Regions from separate parts of the Bos taurus genome. Here region 2 is linked to region 1. The links are chromatin contacts, called in public Hi-C maps. All regions are on one chromosome and are shown on one strand. The core of a region is the stretch at or near the end of the contact, and the rest is flanking DNA. Distances in the headings are between cores, read along the strand shown.

Region 1 (3,926 bases), core at 292-2,791:
AACCACAGAGCCCCCCTTTCCCTTGCGCTCAAGCCCACACTCCCAGCCTGTGTGTGCCCCCTCCACTCCCCTTCCCCAATTTACGTTTTTTCATCTCTTCTGCCACAAAAACACCTCAAAGAGATTTCAGTGATTAAGTATTACATAATAGTAATAAAACATTTATTGACCACCTACTATGTGCCGAGCACAAATCTGTTTGAGAGAGGTCAGCCCCTTCCCTGATCTCCATAATCACCTGAGGCTTTCAGTCTGGTAGTTAAAAAAAGATGAGTGTTCAGCCATCAGAGGCTGGCTTGCACACCACCCCTGGTGTGGCCCCAGTGCTGTCTATACGAGGCTCTTTCCAACTTTAAAAGAGTCTGTGATCATCGCTGCCATTTTTAAGGATGTAGAATTTACAGGAGCCCCTATCACTAAGTGGGAATGGCATTTTTCAACAACCTTCTATTTCCTACCTACAAATGGGGATGGCCCGGATTCATTGTGGATAAAACTGAACCTCCTCAAAACAGTCCGCTCATTTCACTCCCCCAAGCTGAGGAGCCCCCCACGCCACCCCACCTCCCATGGCTGAACTTAAGGTGCCATCCGATCCCAACAAGGAACTAGAACCCTGCCAGTATGTAGAAAGGCAATTTCCCTCCCTCGTACTGCTGCTGCTACTGCTAAATCGCTTCAGTCGTGTCCGACTCTGTTCGACCCCATAGACGGCAGCCCACCAGGCTCCCCAGTCCCTGGGATTCGCCAGGCAAGAACACTGGAGTGGGTTGCCATTTCCTTCTCCAATGCGTGAAAGTGAAGTTGCTCAGTCGTGTCCGAGCCTCAGCGACCCCATGGACTGCAGCTCACCAGGCTCCTCCGCCTATGGGATTTTCCAGGCAAGAGTACTGGAGTGGGTGCCATTGCCTTCTCCCTTTATGAACGTCTGTCACTCAAGTCCACTCCAAGGAGGTTCCGTGGACAAAACCCCAATGACTGTCCCTGACGTGTCGCCAGCGTCCAGACCTGGCAGTACCGGGGTCCCCTCAGTCCCTCAACCCCCACCGCGTGGACCCGTGCGGAGTTCATTCAAAAGAAAAGACGGGTCTAGAAAAAGTTCTCGGGGGAAGAAAGGAAATTTCCCACCTCTGGACCTTTCTCTGGATGGGGACCCATGTCTCCGGCTCCGGAGGTCTAGCTCGGTCGTGAAGACCCCACCGGGCGCAGGTTCCCTGCGGCGCGGGGCGGGGAGGGACTGCCCCGCGAGGGCTGCCCCGGGAATCCCGGCTCAGCCTCTCCCTCCTGCTTCCCTCCACCCCTTCCTCCTCCCCGCGCCCCAGCCTCCGCGCCGGGGCTGCTCGCCTCCTCCCGGGGAGGATGGGATCCGAGCGTCCGGGGCCGAGAGCGGAGGAGGAAGGCAGACGACTGGCAGCCTACCGTCTTCTGCTTCTTAACCTCGGACATGCTGGCTGGCTACGGCGGTGCCCGGCGCGCTGGAACTCGGAGCCCAGCCCCTGGAGCGGAGGCTCTAGGACGCTCGGGTGGCGGCGGCGGCGGCTGCCGGACTCCGGGGGAAGGAGGTATAAAAAGGCTCCACAGACACGTCGCACTTCCCTTGACCAGCCCCCTCCTCCTCCTCCTCCCGCCGCGCTCCTCTCCGCCCCGTCGGCTGGGCCAGCAGCGCCCAGCCCAGGGTACCCTGCCGCCGCCTGGGCGGGGTCCCGGGCCCAGCCCCCGACTCCCGGGAGCGGCTCCGCTGGGCCCGCCGAGGTTGGAGGCAGGACCTTGCAGCCGAAGGCGCGGACAGACACGCCCCGCGCGTAGTCGGAGGTCAAGTTCACTTCTCCCAGTTCCCACTCCCAGCGGGTGCCTGAGCGTCCCCTCACCTCTCACCCCACCCGTGCGCCTCTCAAGGAAGGCTTCCTGCCTCTGGGACCTGCTTGAAACCGCCAAGCTGGTCGTCAGGGTCCTCCGTGGGCACCGCTGCCCCAGCTCGTCTTCCTGGGCAGTAATCACAGCGAGAGTTAACATTTTCTCGTCCTCACTCTGCGCTCCGCTGACCTTTGCCTTAAGCCTCCTGCACCCCTCCCCCCAGGCATCGAATCCTGCCTTCTCCCATGAAGTAGTGGAGGCTTTCAGGCTTTCTCAAGATGATATTCCAAGTGAGGGGATTCACGCCCAGGCCCAGGTCAGCCTCCACTGTTAAGTCTTTCTGCACCAGCATCATCATCGATGACGCTGATGAAGAAATGTCGACGGGCAAGGCCGGCCTGCATCTTCTGCGCCAGGCCTGGGACTGAGGGGTCTACATGCAATCACTCCTTTGGAGCCCACAATATTTTCCTCCTGCTGCAGATGGGCGGGCTGAAGCGCTGCTCCTATTTACCAAGTTGAGTAAGCAAGCCCAGCCCCTGAAAGTGGTAAATAGTAGCCCAGCGGCTTGTTTCAATCCCTGTTCCAAACCTTTTCTTATAGTACTTCCCTGTGGTCAGCAACCAGGAAGGGCCCTGAGGAGGAAAAGTAGGAGAAGGCCCAGTTGTCTTGGCTTATGGACTACATCCTAGGGCTTTAAAGTTTTATCAGAGGGCAGCTCTTTTAACTCAAATATCTGGGACAGTCAAAAGGAAGGAAGAAGCTAGGATTAGGGACAACACCTTGAGGGCAGTCCCAAGGCCAACCCTTTGTACCTTAAGTCTGTGCACAATGTGACAAACAGATCAATGAGGGCCACACTGCCCATTCCAACTTTGGTCTTCCTTCTGTCAAAAGCTTGAAGTGATGGCCTAAGGAGGTGAGGACTGGAACTTTGCTTTCATATCCAATTGTACTTCTGGAAGACTGCCAGCTTTCCAGACAGACACTGAAGATCTGAGTATTCGTTCATTGACTGCCCTTCTCCATGGGGAAGTGGGAAAATAAATCAGGAGTCAGAAACCTAAATGGGAACTCGTATGTTTGTCCAGTCTTGAAATATCAGTATATTTATTTTCTTACTCATTTAGAGTAAGCTGCCACCACTCCCTTCAACTGTGAGCAACTGGAGGGCAAATGCTGGGTTTGAGTTTCTGTTCTGCACACGAGCTAGCATGTTTGGATTTTATGGGGTTTAAACTGTAACATCTCATTCTAATTTTATTGAAAAAATCCTTTGGTATCAGTTCCAACCGTATTTTGAACTCTGCCAGATCCTGCCCTAAAAGAAAACTAAGTTTGGATAGAGAAATAGCAATTTTTATGTTTGGTTTATTTCATATTACGTCTTTCAAAGCTGAAACAGCACTTCCACGGTGGTCCAGTGGTTAAGAATCCACCTGCCAATGCGGGAGACATGGGTTCAATCCATAGTCTGGGAAGATTCCATGTGCTGAGGGGCAACTAAGCCTGTGCACCATGCCTACTGAGCCCACTCTCTAGAGCTAAAGCCCATGGGCTCTAGAGCCTGTGTTCTGCAACAAGAGATGCCACTGCATTGAGAAGCCCTGGCACCACAACTAGGGAATAACTCCTGCTCGCTACAACTAGAGAAAGCCTGCACAGCAGCCAAAACCCAGCACAGCCAATAAATAAATTTTTTTTTTTTTTTTAAGCTGAAACAGAAGGAAGTCAAGTGTAACTGTAAGGGTAACTTCCCGGAAAAGGAATATGTGATTGTTTAGACCCGGGGGAGGTTTTGAGATCATTTGTCCAGTTTCCCTCTCCATGCTGAGAGAGGAAAGGTGAGCTGTCTGGTCACCATCAGGGGCCGTGCTCAGTCTCAAATCTCGGTCACTTGGCTCCCCAGATGCAGTGAATCACTTAGCCTCTAGGTCAATTATTTCAAAGCCCGCATGATAATTATAAACTGGACTGTTTTATCTTGTTTCAGATTTATTTAATTCTCAGAGTACTTTGGAACAGATATTCTTTCATTGCTTCCAAAGACTTGTGGAAATAGGATGCCTCAG
Region 2 (4,417 bases), core at 232-2,731, 45 kb before region 1:
GAGAGTCAGAGAGTCAGATGGTGGAATAATATTGTTCAACTCTGCTGCATTTGTAGAAGAGGGCTCTGATCCCATCACAATATGTTTGACCTAAAGGGCTCCTGTCCACCTAGGCACGTGAATGCCCACCAGAGCTTAGTTTGCCCACAGAGATTTTTTTTTTAATTTCTGTCTTTTAGTGGTTCCCTCTCCCTACAGGCTGAGATCCAGAATAAACTCCAGGCTATGTTAGTTTTCTGTGGAAACTTTGTTATGATCTTGTTAATTGCTTCCCCAACAAGTGCTTGGTTTTCAAAAACATCAGAGTCCACTGGAAGGGACCTGTTCTCTTATGGTATTTAATAGTTAATCTCTGAATTTATGGTTCTTATTAACTGCATCTGAATCATGGGTGTTTGTCCAGATTTTCTATTACTCCAACAATGTTTCAAACAAACAAAATCTTCAGATTGCCAGGTACTGGGAGCAGGGGTGGCGGGGGGTGGGGTGGGGGGGTCGTTTGTTTCAGGAGGAAGATATCTTGCTTCTTATTAACCTCAAATTTACTCTTGATTTTCTCCAAAAGACAAACAAATAAAATAGAAACAGATGTTTTGAAGACTATTTGAACTGCAGAGGGGCAGGGCAGCTGAAAATTTTTCCTTGAATGAAACGTTTCCTCCCTTCTTGAAAGCATATGGTGTTCTAAGCTTTGGAAAGAAAGTGGCTGCCAGAAAAAGGATTCTGTCTACGGAAAGCAAAGCACATGTTAAAGAAAAAAATGCTTGCTTCCCTCTGCCCTGCAACTCGTCTAACACTGTCACTTAGCAGGAAGTGGTCCAGAAACCACAAAGTTGGTGACATACTTCTATTCTGGATCCCTAAGGGGGAAAAAAAAGGGCAAAAATCCCTACCTTCTTTCAGGTCACTGACACAGAAAAATACCCTCCAGCATGAACAGGAGTCACAGAGAATGGATTTTGGAGTCAAGCAAATATGGGTTTGAAACCCTCTTCATAACCTACTTGCTCAGTGAGCCTGGGCCAATGATGAACATTGTTGAACCTCCATTTCCTGTACTGTAAAATGGGGCTAAGAATAGTTTACTTGTAGGGCTGCTGAAAGGATTAAATAATTGTCTATATAAAGTACCAAAGAAAGCATAGGACACGGTGAGATGTTGAGGCTGGTGAAGCAAAGTGGCATTAATCTACTATGGACACAGCATGGTAGAGGCTGAAGTTACCAGATTTAGGAGTGTTCTAAGGCTTATGTCCACTCTAAGTGAAGTCTAGGGATTGTGGGGCTCTTGATCAAGTCAGACAATGGCTAGGAGAACACTTTGTAGGGCTGAAACATCACTCACACACACACACACGAGGATGTTGCTGCTATTCCAGTTACCATTTTCTCTGACCCAAAGCCCAGCCTGTAATATGTCGCTCTGACACGCGTCAGTTTCAGTCATGAAACCTTCGTCATCAGCACGAAAATGGCCTTTGCCCCAGTCAGCCTCATGAGCTATCGAGTTGGGACTTTATCTCCCAGCCCAGGGTTGCAGAGTGTGTCTCTGCCAGGTCCACTCCTCACTCCCATTGGCAATGCCGAAAGGGAAATAAGTAGGGAGTGTCTGGAATTCGGGGTTCTGGGTCATGGCAGACTGCCTCAGCCCTGGTTTTTCGTGACTGGAAGAAAAGTAGCTACATGGGGAAAGGACTTCAGATGACTGATGGAGGGCAGGGCATCCTGGGAGCCAAGTTGCAGCCTGTGTCACAGTGAGCAGGATTATGCAAGAGAGGACGCTGGAGGAATGAGGAAGCTGGAAACCACATGCCAGGTTCTGAGTTTCTCAATGCTCAAAGGTTTTTTGGCATGTGCCTAATGTTTTCAGTCAAAAACAAGTAACTGGATTTGAATTCTCTCTACACCCTCCTGCCTCCCACACAGTTCACACAAATCCACTTAACTTCTCTGAAGACAACACCACTGTCGCCTTTGAACTTGGCCCTCACAGCTACTGGGCTATGGTTTCATTGCTCTCTTGCTATTAAAAGTGCTCCAAACCTCTCTGACTTCAATGTGCAGTCTGAAGATTCATTTAAAGATTCAGGTGCCGAAAGCAGTGATCTCAGTAACTGCCCTCTCAGGCTCACAGTAGGAGCATTCCTAGGCATTATCTTACTCATTGCTCAAAGCCTGGGAGCTGTGGAGGCTGTGCGTTGTGACCCATTTACAGATCATCAAACTACTAACTGAAGTCCCACACCTGGAAGGCGCAAGACACACTGCCAGGCTTTCCAACTCTCAGTGTAGGTCTTACTCTGCCCAGACAGAACTCCCTAGTTTCCAGGTCCCAGCTGTGTGACCTCCGTGTCAAACCTTCTTCTGCTGCTGCTGCTGCTGCTGCTAAGTTGCTTCACTCGTGTCCAACTCTATGCGACCCCATAGACGGCAGCCCACCAGGCTCCTCTGTCCCTGGGATTCTCCAGGCAAGAATACTGGAGTGGGCTGCCATTTCCTTCTCCAATGCATGCATGCATGCTAAGTCGCTTCAGTCATGTCCAACTCTGTGCGACCCTATGGACTGCAGCCCACCAGGATCCTCTCTCCATGGGATTCCCCGGTCAAGAATACTGGGGTGGGTTGCCATTTCCTTCTCTGCACAGCTTCTTCAATGAGGACTAAATGAGATCATGTCCATTATGGCTTTTGATACTACATAAAAAATGTAAAGAATCACAAGATTATTTTTACACCATTGTCATTACTTAACCTGAGTAGCTTCAGATGTTTTACAATCACAGATACTTATTTATGTTTCTTTCCTTTCAGAGTATTTCCTTTGGGTCTATAACCCAAAGTGAAGCAACTGAGTATGAAGAGTTGTGAACTATTTCATAAGTCTCATTATGTACTTCCAGTTCATTTTTTAGTAAGATAAAGTCAAGTTGCCAGGCTACATGGTATATTTGTTTTTAAATATTCCAACTGATTTGTTATGTTTGCATTTTAATATCCCCCCCGCCAGATTACTTTGTACCTATTTAGTTACTAGTAAGAATATATATTTTTTTTCACATGGTAAGTTACTTATCATATTTGTGTGTCTCTTTTGCATAAAAATTTTAAAAAAATAAATATGAACATTTTAAGGAAAAAAATAAAATATATGTATCTATATGTAGAGGGCTACAAAGAAAAATATCTGGACATGCTAAGAGTAATTGTCAAATTCTGTTGTGCTCAGTCATGTCTAACTCTTTGTGACTCCATGGTCTATAGCCTGCAAAGCTCCTCTGTCTGTGGAATTTTTCCAGGCAAAAATATTGGAGTGGGTTGCTGGTTCCTACTCCAGGGGATCTACCCAATCTAGGGATTGAACTCATGTCTTTTCTGTCTCTTTCATTGAGGGTCAGGTAATTCTAAGTAATTATATTTCTTCTTATCTTTACATTCTGATTTTTCTACATTGAACTTTGAGATAAAAATATTTTTAAATATAAAGGATTTCTCAACCAGAAAATGGTAAAACTAAATGGTTTGATGCTTGAAGGCTAACAGACCTGTGTACCTGAGTTACAAGGTACATTACAACCAACAATAACCAGACAAAATCAAATTAAGAAACTAAATATTTGAGACGTCTCCCTAAAATACTTAATAAAGTACACTGCACTCTAACAGATAAACTTTAAAGTACAATCTATTTCACTTGATCAGAAGTGATGGTTGTTTTTGGCATACCATTATTTCATGCAGAGGAAAAATGCCCATAGAGAAGATAACTGTGGCTTTTGGAAGTTGATATCACAAGTGGGAATCTCTGTTCACTCTTCTATACATTCTATTTACAAGGCGGAGTCTAGGTCAGCTGATTCCCTTGTGGGAAGCTCCCAGAAAAAGGTGCCTCAACAATCTTGGGCTAAGATCTGTAAACAGCTGAAAATCATGAAGGCCATCTAACTCAACTTCAGTGCAATCACTACCCATATGACATTTAAGGTTCAGCTCCAGTCCTGTGGTTATTGGTAGATAAGGAAGTTTTAACTGAAAAAGTGTCACTAAATTCAAAACTGAAAATATGTTTTCAAAAGGAGTTTATATTAAAGACTGTTGTTAAGTTGTTAAGTCACTAGTTGGGCCCAACTCTTTTGTGACCCCATAGACTGTAGCCCTGCCAGGCTGCTCCGTCCATAGAATTTCCCAGGCAAGCATACTGGAGTGGGTTGCCATTTCCTTCTCTAATACTGAAGATAATATTGTTCTAAATTATTGTGCATAAAGAGATCGTAGATGATAGGATTAGACATCTGAGCACATTAAATCCAATTCTAGGAACAGTTTTCACAGTAAGATGTATTTGCTTCATACCATCCTGAGATGGTATGAAATCACTAACTCCATAGGGTTATACTTCGTGTTAAACTACTCTTGAATT

What was found. A called contact is a pair of places that touch in the nucleus more often than the background predicts.
Region 2: a contact with region 1 is called in a Hi-C map of liver, with 1.8 times the contacts expected there. The contact joins the enhancer-like site here to the promoter of PAPSS2 in region 1. A contact is called at or near these places in 2 of 11 Hi-C or Micro-C datasets (liver and skeletal muscle).

The regions. Positions count from the first base shown.
Region 1 is chr26:9,256,255-9,260,180 of ARS-UCD2.0, reverse strand. It overlaps PAPSS2 (3'-phosphoadenosine 5'-phosphosulfate synthase 2), which reads right to left and starts at 1,541. Exons shown (of 12, transcript NM_001076075.2): 1 at 1,420-1,541. The coding sequence starts at 1,446.
Region 2 is chr26:9,300,470-9,304,886 of ARS-UCD2.0, reverse strand. The region is part of intron 1 of PAPSS2 (3'-phosphoadenosine 5'-phosphosulfate synthase 2); the gene reads right to left. Among named protein-coding and RNA genes, the nearest start is that of PAPSS2, 44 kb to the right of the region's middle. Within about 2 kb of position 1,481, at least 43 of the 102 cell types and tissues checked have an H3K27ac peak or open chromatin away from gene starts, as enhancers often do. A contact at or near this core is called in liver, where this site is marked.